3 separate regions of the Mus musculus genome follow, and all the other regions are linked to region 1. The links are chromatin contacts, called in public Hi-C maps. All regions are on one chromosome and are shown on one strand. Each heading gives the region's core, a stretch centred on a gene start, on an enhancer-like site or on the middle of the called end of the contact. The rest is flanking DNA. Distances are from core to core; before and after follow the strand shown.

Region 1 (3,053 bases), core at 2-2,501:
AGTTTTATGGAAGGCAGTGCTCTTTTGGTCTTGCCAGGAGGTGTCACTACAGCTCTCTGACTAACAGCACATCCAGTAGGGACCAATTGGTACTCACCTGCATCTTCTCAGAGGCCCAATGTTCTCTCTGCTGGGTTACCCGGAGGAAATGCAATAGGACAGTAGAATTATTTCCAGAATCCTATTTCCCCAAACAATTATTTTTAGGTTGTGAATTAGTTGAAACTAAAAACCCAAACCAAAACAAATGTCTTTACTATTTTGGAAGTAAGTACTATACTTTCTTTTGAGTAATGATCAAACATTGTGAAAAGAAAGAGCAAGAAGCAGAGGAAGGGAAATAGGTGGGTGTAGACTTCTGAAAGAAGTGAAGCCCACAGTGATAGCCCAGGGTGACAGCCCAGGGTGACAGCTTGCCCTGGAGCATCTCCTGACTCAGTGTTTTCTCTCTTGCCTGACTTGGCAGTTGGGCAGTTGGTATTCTGTGTCCTGCCTCTTTTTCCTATCTGGATAAGTCTAATTTTCAAAAAGCTTGTATTAAGAGTTATATACCATCTTTACTTGTTGATTAGTATAATTTCAGTCTCCTCCACAATGTGATAAGATGGGGTAGTTACTGTATTTTCCTATGTAAGAAAAAAATGGACATTGGAAAAATATTGTACACAGCACCCATGTGTACATCATACTTTTATGGGGATTAGGGATTTGACCCATCGGATTTCAACAGCCACTAAAGAATTGTCCCCCTACAGCAGGTGTTCTTTCTGTCTTTTTCTCTGTGTGATCCTGACTGAATTGGAGCTCCACACAATACCCAGTGCTCACTTTGTGTGAACAACACACCTTGAAGGTGTGGCTTTCTCTTTCCTTGTATGTAGTGCTTCGTGAAGAGTCTAGACATTTTGAAAAGTGACCTGATATTTCTGTTTCTAAAATGACACATAAGACCCACAACAATGACCAATAAAGTGGGTGGATGAGACAAAAGATGTGCTCAAGGGTGAGCCTCCCCAGCCTTGAGTCTGGAAAGAAGGAAAGACTGTGGCACACTTGGCTTCACCTAGTGCCGCTGCCTCCACGTGGTCCACTAATCAATGAGCCATGGGACAGAAAGGCTCAGCTTTTTTGTCAAGTAGTAAAACAGAATGGGGGGCTTAGCTCAGCCCGAAGGGTCTCTTTGACTGTTGGGAACAGACTGGCGTTCGTGGAGCTGTGTTTCCTGCCGCCCTCCAGGTGGCAGCCTGGCCCCGCTGTTAGACATGCTCTGGTTTCAACCATTTTTAACATTGCCAGACTCAGGACTGTTTCTCAGCACATTTAATTCCCTGGGAATGATGAACTGCGCTTCAGCTCACTGCACCCTAGGGTGATTGAGCCTGCAGTATTTTGGAATCTGCAGAGACTTTTTGGGCTGTCATTTGATTGAAAAAAGCTGCCATATTTTGGATATTTTGTCCCCTTTAGAGCTGTCCTGGCAGACTGTATCTGCCCAGAAGCAATCTATAGGAGAACACTTTAAAAGCATATATATACTTTCTCTTAAAATATGAGGAACTTAAACAAGCTTACAATTTATTCCATTATTTGATCTTCTATCTATTTCATGGCTTTGTTCTTCTTTGGTTCTGAAATAATATTTCTTTCCACCTGACTTAAAGCAAATCCTCTCTAGAAGGTAGCTTATGTTAATTGACTGAGTATTTTGAAAGAATGCAGGCAGAGCTATGTGGAATGTCTTAATTTAAATGAAGCTGTAAGCCTTTTCATATTGTAAGCAGAGGTATTTAAAAGTAAGATGATTAGAAACTGCTGAAGTTGCACACAATTCAAGAGAATGTGAAAGACGTTAGAATGAGCGGCTGGCACAGGGCTGCAGTGTCCGTGTATTCTAAATATACATGTAATATCAATTATGGAAGAAAACCAACAAAGGATCTTAGGCTTGTCAGCTTGCATTTGTGTGGCTGCTTCTTTTCATGAGAATTTTTAGTAACTGGGAAAAGTGCCAGATACTAAATGCTGGAAAACGACACATGAATAGGATATAGTAGATCTTAGCACTGTTGAGGGGGAAAAAAAAGTCACTTACGAGTTTAGAAAGCTTTTCTCTGTCAGTGTGGCCAAATTCGCGCTTTGATTTGCAGTGGTTTAGACTTATAAGTCACCTGTGGTTGGCTTTGGGCCATGGTTAGTAGCATCTTCAACGGAATCTTCTAGATAACTTCTGAGAACCATTGTTCTCTACCCCTGTGAGATTTGATCCCCTGCCATAAAACATTCTCTCAAGGCAGCTTGTAAGAGCATATAAGCTTGTGTTCTATACAGAACCTTAGATTCTAGATGTGGAAAAAACCTAGCTTTACTGACTCACCATTAGCCGACAGTGAATTTGGTCTCTGAAAGCTGATAGTGTAGTGAACCATTAGGAGAATGGCAGGGATGGGCCTCTCCACTTCTCTTTTCAAGTTAGGTTGTAGCCATTGACTGGGATGTTAATCTATCTGTCTTTTTGTGAATTTTTAATTTAAGTATTATAATTGTGTCTTGTCATTTTGTGACATCTTAGGGCAGAATGTGAACTTGGGGAGGAGGTGATTAGTTGACTGAAATAAGTCCAAGACTGGTTGGTCATAGCCTCCGGTTTAGTGACTCCAACAAAATCAGCAAGGGAAGGCTAATTCGCAACAAGCCCAAAGTCTTCTTTGATGGTGCATGCATTCCTGGAAGGACTTCACCAGCCTACCAGTTTTTTATATAGCTGTAAATATCATTTTATCAGAAAATATTTGATCTCTTGATGGAAAGAAAAGAAATTTCTAAGTCTATTTAACCTGAGAAGAAACCGAAGAAACAAGACTTGAGGGTAGACAGGAGGGTGGTAATCCTTTCCAGTTGGTAGAGTGAACAAGATGAGACAGAGAACTGGAAAGCCATATTTTTCCAGGATCCATAAGTCATTGTGCCAGGAAAAAAGCAAGCTTGGTGTCACAAAGACAGGAGGTCCCTATCCTTGAAAAAGGATAAAGGATAGGGGTGAGTTCTAAGGACCA
Region 2 (3,307 bases), core at 316-2,815, 1.1 Mb after region 1:
ATGAGCAAGACACAATGATATATATGTTTGAAAATGTCCAAAAACCCCACAAAATAGTAAGATAAGAAACTAATTTTTTTTAATTGCAAGGGTATATATACATAGTCTAGATTTCTCTAGAATAATAGTGTTGGAATCCTTGTTCAGGTCTTGCTTAGGCAGCCATATTGTTGAGTTGTCACAGGAAAAACTTGCCGGTCATGTCTAGGAGACACTCTCCCACAGCAGATTTCCTGGTTCTCTAGCTCTTACAATCATTATGCCACTTCTGCCATGCTGTCCCCTGAGCCTTAGATGCATGAGCTGTGTTGTAGATGTGCCAGTTGGGGCTAGGCAACACGCGGTCAGTTCTTCTCTGCATCTTGGTCAGGTATGGTTTCTGTCATTCTCCCCATCTACTGGAAAGAGAAGTTTCTTGGATGAGGAATGAAGACTACTCTTTTAAGGCCCTGAGTATAAGCCCTTAGAATTCAGTTAAGGATGTTGCTGCTTTAGTAAAGTGGCAGTGGTATGTTCTCCTCTAAGATCCATGACTTCACGAGTCGTGGGTAGCTGGCAGGTCTCCAGAACTAGGCATGGTCTCCCTCATGTTGAGCTGGCCTTAAGTCCAATTAGAGAGCTGTTGGTTACTGCCAAGCTATAAGTGCCACTATTGCATCTTACCATGCTGGTCATTGTTGTAGTTCATGGACATCAGAGCTGGGTAAGGCTATGAACTGCTTCCCTCCTATGGAAGCTTCCATAGAACCTTCTGGTACTATAAAAGCTAATCCTCAGGAAAAAGGCTTCCTGGTCAGATCCACCTTGTAGCCTCGGAGTCCTGTGTCCTATCTACTTTGACTTTTTTTTCTGGCTTTGCTGCCGTTATGTTTTCTATCTAAAAGCAAGAATGAAAAACATGCAGCTTGCATTTAGTTTGTGCATTTGCTTTGTGTATTATGTTAGTCTCTTCAAGCTGATATATGTGATGGAGCTGAAAACATCACCTCTACTACCTCTCACTGCTCCAGGCACCGGAATGTACTGCGAGTTTATTCCCATGAAGCCACTACTAGAATATGTAGTGTTTCTCAAAGAATCCTGAACTACAGCTCCTTTAAATTTCCCAAAGAACAAGTAGTGTTTAGATCAGCTTTGATGTTTGGATACTTTCTACTTCTTAACTAAGATGGGAAAATACAGTTAGATGTTAATAAAATAAGTACCAACTGTCTAGGTAAACAAAAATGCAATGTCACACAAATACACAGAGAACATGTGAGATAAAAACAAACAAACGTAATGACAGAAATTAGCTTGATGCCACAGCCCCATGCTTTGTTATGAAGCTTCAGTAATTTATGGCACAAGCCTCATAGTAGATTTTGGATTAGAAAAAACAAACTTGCAGTTCATTATATTATACTGTAATGTAGGGCTTAATAAGAGCCTGATAAATCTTCAGTATTGCATTACAGTATGTTAATGATTATCATCATAGCTTTCCCAACATGGGCACTGCAGTGTCATCACAGATTATAATTTAAGGGAAACATTAGCAATTCAGAGCCCATATACTACAGTTAATAAACCACTGAGTAGAAATCAGCTTTCCTGGTAATTTACCAGCTAATGGCAGTCGTTTCTATACTGTGTCACAGACTCATACGACAATAACTTTTTGTATAAATAAGATCGATGCTCATAACATTATAACTCGTTCACTGCGGCAAGTCACCCGGTACTGATGACTAATGTTTCTTCTTAATAAATTAATTTATTGCCTGACAACACACCAAAAAAAAATGTGACATTTCATATTTTTCACATCCCAGAGGTATTTAGCAAGTTTGCCAATTACAACAAAGAATCCAGATTGCACTGGTGGTAAACAAAGTGATAGAGTGTGAGTCACAATTGAGTACCCTGTGTAAGTACCACGCGATTTATGACCCGCTCAGAGCACGGTGATACTGCTGTGTCTGATCGAGTGGCTTTGCAAAATAAAGACAGATGGCCTAGCAGTAAATAATTGCTTGATTGGAAGGCAGGGCTGCAGGACTGCTCCCTGCCATCCTGCCGTCAATCCAGCCTGACTCCACCTAGGCATCAGCAACTGATCCATGTAAGCACGTGCGGCTTCAAGGTGATTGGCCAAGGAAAGAGTTCTAATTTAATAATGAATAAAGGAAAAGGGGGTTGTGAGATGGGCGAGAATACGACTGCCCTCTGGCTTTCTCTGCTCCTCCTTCTGCTGTCCTTAAGATTCAAAGCAGATGGTGAATTATAAGCCCCTAAATGACGTCTTTTTAAAAAATGGCACAGTAGAACTCATGAGGCAATTTTGGCCACTAAATCCAATTTCAAAATGCAGTCTCTCCAGTCATTTACTGTGTGGCTGGTTTATGAAGCACTTGGGAACACGGTGATGGCTATTCAGCAAAGTCTGGGTATCTGGTCTCACTAGAGTTGTTTTGGGGTGTGCAGGAAGAAAGTTATTCAAAACCTGCTCTCAACTGACAACCTCAAGGTCATTTACTTCCTCCACTACAGCCCTGGAATTCTCTCTCAAAATCTATAACAGCGAAGGGCAGGCAGATATCATGATTGAGTCACTGAAAAGGAGTAAAGAGTAGCAGTTCTCAACCTGTGGGCCTTGACCCTGTGGGAGAAAACAGAGATGTTTACATTATGATTCATAGCAGGAGCAAAATTACAGTTATGTAGTAGCAATGAAGATAATTTCATGGTTGGGGGTCAATAGAAAATGAGGAACTGGGTTAAAGGGTCCCAGCATCAGGAAGGTTGAGGCCCACTGGTAATGGGGATTAAACAATAGGGTGTGGAGGCACATTCCTGTAACCCCAGCACTAAAGACTCAGAAGTAAGAAGACCAGGAGTTGAACGAGAGCCAGCCCAGGCTACAAAGTGAGCTTGAGGCTAGCTGAGGCTACAAAAGACTCAAAGACAGGGGTGACAGAATCTAATGTTAGAATTAGACGCAGAAGACATGTCACTAGCTACATGACCTTGGACGAATCGCCTGGGCTGGCTATGCCCAAGTTTCCTTTAGAACGAAATGCAAACTAAAACCAGCTTTCCCTACACACGAGCATCTGCAATGAAAACTTCCTAAATACCGTCGTTCCTCAATCTTCAAAGTGGAGTTGTAGCTGTGCATAGGTGCACAGGCTGCAATCCCAGCACTTGGGGTGAGGAGGCAGAGGTTAAAGACAGCCTCAGCTATGTGCAGACTTCTAGGCTACAGAAGAAAACCCTGTCTCAAAACAAACCAAACCAAAAAGGCAGTAGTGATGGTGGTGGTTGT
Region 3 (3,310 bases), core at 683-3,182, 1.3 Mb before region 1:
TTTAACATTTCAAAGTTTGGCTAGTGGTACCCCTTTCAGGATGGTTTCAGGTCCTTTTGACAGGTGTCCATTGTTTTGTGAGCACTTCCACACTTTCAGACAGAGGACATTCTAGACTTATGCTCATTAATTTGTCCATGTCTTTAAGATCTCAGAATTACATTTTACTGGAGGGTATGACCCATCACTATCAGCATGTGACATAGAGCAATTGTTTCTTTCATATCCAGTCATACAATTAAGCATTGACAGCCTAGGCATAGCCACTGTTATTATTTTTTGAGTAGCTGGGAGGAAACAGAATTGTCCCAGTCTTCTTGTCCAGCGTCAGGGATCCACCCCTCTAGGCCATCTACTTGAATGACTCCTGTTTCTTGGAGGATGTCTAAGGCCTTTGCTTCCTCCCACTTTCCCCTCCAACTCTCTTCCATAGAAGAAATTAGACTTTATCTAGAAATTAGAGTACCATCCCCTGAGCTGGCCACTGAGAAGATCAGCGAGCATAAGAACAGCAGCACAATCCTGCTCCTGTGTAGCTTGCCACGGGGAGGGAGAAAGTGAGTGTGCAGACACATGCAAATCAGGTGATGGTAAATGTGCGAAGAACATACGAGGGGGACAGAGCAGAGCAGTGTGTGATCACACCTGTGCCTCTGACTGGTGTGTGTGTGTGTGTGTGTGTGTGCACTGTTTTACATAGCACGCAGCTAGCACTTCTCCACCTCCACAACTTTGCTTATATCATCTCTTCTGGTGGCTGCATGATTATTCTCCTTTGACATTTGAGCTTTAACCTGAAGTCAGATTTTCCACTCATTATGAAGTCTTCTTTGACTGATTCAGATCTTTTCCTTCTCTGAGCAAGTAAGAGTTGATAGAAAACAGGGGTCTGTGCATTACAGTTTGATTATAGTGCAGTGACAGGATAAGGCTTGGCAGTACACATTCTGAAAGGCAGGAATTCCTCTTTGTGTTCCTTTTCTTCTTTTGATCTTCTCTCTCCCTCTGGGCTTAATAGTAGGAGCTTGTACAGTTTGACAACACACACAACAGTACACAACAACACACACATACACACAAACTCCCAAAACACACACTCCCCAAAACACACACTCACATACCAACAACAACACACACACACACACACACACACACTCACTCAAATCCCAGTGAGGGTAGTCTTCAGACGGAGGAGGAACTGGTGGGAAGGTGACTGCAGAGTCCTTTTCAGAGCTCTCAGCTGTGACCACACCCAACTCCACCTTCTGCAATGTTGAGGATTCATTCTATACCTCAGAGCTTCTTTAGTAATTTCAGCGAAGGAGATGAACGACTGCTTGTTACACATCATATTTCAATGTCAAATGCTCTTGACAATCATGTCTGATTGATTGTATATCTTGGTGACTTCTTGAAACAGGTCTTGGAGGAAAAACCACCATGTGTTTAGAAGCTGTTAACAAATTCCCCAAACTATATAATCAATCAGGCATATAACCCATCAGCGACAAAGCCTCCTTCGTGCGGTGTTCTCCACCCTCACACATCCCCAAATAAACATAATACCTGTTAATCTTAAGATTAAGAGGCTCTCCGCTCTCCAGGACAGCCTTTGAACAGGGCCGTGATGAGTTGCGCCTAGAGAGCTGTAGGTGGCGCTGTGAGCTCGGCGCATGGTCTTCCAGGCAACTTTTAAGATTTCCAGGGGAAGGAAGACAAGGCGTCTGGCATCTTTTCAGTTAAATTTCATCCTATCTGCTCAGCTTCTGCAAAGCAAGTCTGAGAAACAGATTAGCCGATTTCTGACCCTAAACGGAAGGTCAGCCGTTCTGTGCTCAAATGTAGCATTTCACCGCAGGCTGGATCATGTCCTGGACTGGGCTTTGGAATTCTGCCCATAAGCTATGAAAATGACCCCAAGGTGTTTCTTAGAGCATTTCTTTGCTTGGGAGGCCTTTCTTGGTTTTGTACTTGGAAGCATAAACCACATTAGCATCGCGCTTTGGGCCTGTGTATATGTGGGTTTGGTTTGGGTTGGGGGGTGAGGGATTGGCTTGTAGGCTTCAAGGCTACTTGCTATTTTCGATCACTTTCTGAATTCAGTTTGCTGTTAAAAGCAGGCCCCTGCTTGAGTGGGGCCTTTATTACCCGCACCTGGTCCCTAACCCAGGTCTCTGGGAAATTTTCTTTGTTGCCAAGCTCTGTGGCTGTAGTGCCGATCCACTTAATAGCAGAAAATTGGGCGCTAACTGTATCATTTGTCAGCCACACTGTGGGATTTCAGATTCCTTAATTAAACTTGCGTGTTTCAGATTTCATAAAGTGAATCTGTGTTTTATGTGCATAGGATGTGAACGTGTGGAATGGAGAGAATGGGACCTTAATGACCTCCTGGACAGATACAATTCAAATTCCCTAACCACATTTACTAAAGGCACGGCTGACTTTCAATGTCTCATAGATTTCCTAGTGGCGAAGGGAATGAGGTGACACTTCCCATCACATTTCTATAATGAAGTTATTAGGGTTGAATTTATTTTTGGTTTTCCCCCATATTCACTGTTTTCAGATGAACACTTTTGTTTGTTTCCTTACTGATAACCAGTAGATGGCTCTGTGGCATTTCTAGAGTTGACAATTGTTAGTTTGGTGCCTCTTAATATATGAGAGTAATTTACTTTCCCTCTGGCCTGTGGGGAAATCTTGAGCCGTTCCATTCAGTCCCATGGATGAGGAGAACGGCTGATGAAGGTTCTTTTTCTCCCTCAGTTGTTAGGAAATTTTGTGTGTGTGTGTGTGTGTGTGTGTGTGTGTGTGTGTGTGTGTGTATGTGTGTGTGTGTGTGTGTGTGTTTCTCCTATTGGAGTAGCCAGATAATTACCAACTGTGGGCACAAGACCTTTGGGATGGGCAGTGTGCAATATGTTGGCCACTGATGGATATAGATTCTATCCAGATTCCAGAAGGTAACAGTACCTACACATGGCTCCTAAACACCAGCTGTTGGAGCTCCCACATGGGAAGGGATGGGGACTTTCATAGCTGACTCAGTTTCCATTTCCGTCTCCCCAGAGCTGGGGATCATTGCCCAAACACAGGTAAAGCAGGCGAGAACATCCCTGGATGCTGTCTTCCGTGTCTAGTCTACCTGGTGCCACCAGATGAGTGCCGTTTACCAATTTCCCCCAGTGCCTTTTGTTCTGCCTTCTCTATCACCATAGGATGGGGAGTGTGAGGACTGTGTGCCCAGTCACAGGTTATTTGTTGTTCTCCATCTTCTTTTTTTTTTTTTTTTTTTTTTTCATCTTCT

What was found. A called contact is a pair of places that touch in the nucleus more often than the background predicts.
Region 2: a contact with region 1 is called in a Hi-C map of the N1E-115 cell line, with 4 times the contacts expected there. The contact joins two enhancer-like sites. A contact is called at or near these places in 22 of 39 promoter capture datasets (the 3T3-L1 cell line, 3T3-L1-derived adipocytes, the C10 cell line and 13 more), 2 of 15 datasets of contacts at CTCF or cohesin (large pre-B cells and pro-B cells), 103 of 484 Hi-C or Micro-C datasets (the 3T3-L1 cell line, 3T3-L1-derived adipocytes, the AML12 cell line and 63 more) and 11 of 115 datasets of contacts at active chromatin or transcription factors (astrocytes, bone marrow-derived dendritic cells, embryonic forebrain and 8 more).
Region 3: a Hi-C map of the N1E-115 cell line shows a contact between it and region 1, with 15 times the contacts expected there. The contact joins two enhancer-like sites. A contact is called at or near these places in 3 of 39 promoter capture datasets (3T3-L1-derived adipocytes, liver and second pharyngeal arch cranial neural crest), 11 of 484 Hi-C or Micro-C datasets (the N1E-115 cell line, cerebellum, cerebral cortex and 6 more) and 4 of 115 datasets of contacts at active chromatin or transcription factors (astrocytes, embryonic forebrain, forebrain and 1 more).

What each region holds. Positions count from the first base shown.
Region 1 is chr2:124,099,855-124,102,907 of GRCm38.p6, forward strand. It overlaps a transcript of Sema6d not described here. Among named protein-coding and RNA genes, the nearest start is that of 4930517E11Rik, 29 kb to the right of the region's middle. Within about 2 kb of position 1,252, at least 22 of the 459 cell types and tissues checked have an H3K27ac peak or open chromatin away from gene starts, as enhancers often do. A contact at or near this core is called in the N1E-115 cell line and pancreatic cancer cells, where this site is marked.
Region 2 is chr2:125,207,471-125,210,777 of GRCm38.p6, forward strand. All of the region lies in intron 20 of Slc12a1 (solute carrier family 12, member 1), which reads left to right. It overlaps Gm14002 (a long non-coding RNA gene), which reads right to left. Exons shown (of 4, transcript XR_866695.2): 4 at 1-2,641. Among named protein-coding and RNA genes, the nearest start is that of Gm46760, 7.6 kb to the left of the region's middle. Within about 2 kb of position 1,566, at least 22 of the 459 cell types and tissues checked have an H3K27ac peak or open chromatin away from gene starts, as enhancers often do. A contact at or near this core is called in the N1E-115 cell line and pancreatic cancer cells, where this site is marked.
Region 3 is chr2:122,823,864-122,827,173 of GRCm38.p6, forward strand. No RefSeq gene overlaps it. Among named protein-coding and RNA genes, the nearest start is that of Sqor, 60 kb to the left of the region's middle. Within about 2 kb of position 1,933, at least 16 of the 459 cell types and tissues checked have an H3K27ac peak or open chromatin away from gene starts, as enhancers often do. A contact at or near this core is called in the N1E-115 cell line, where this site is marked.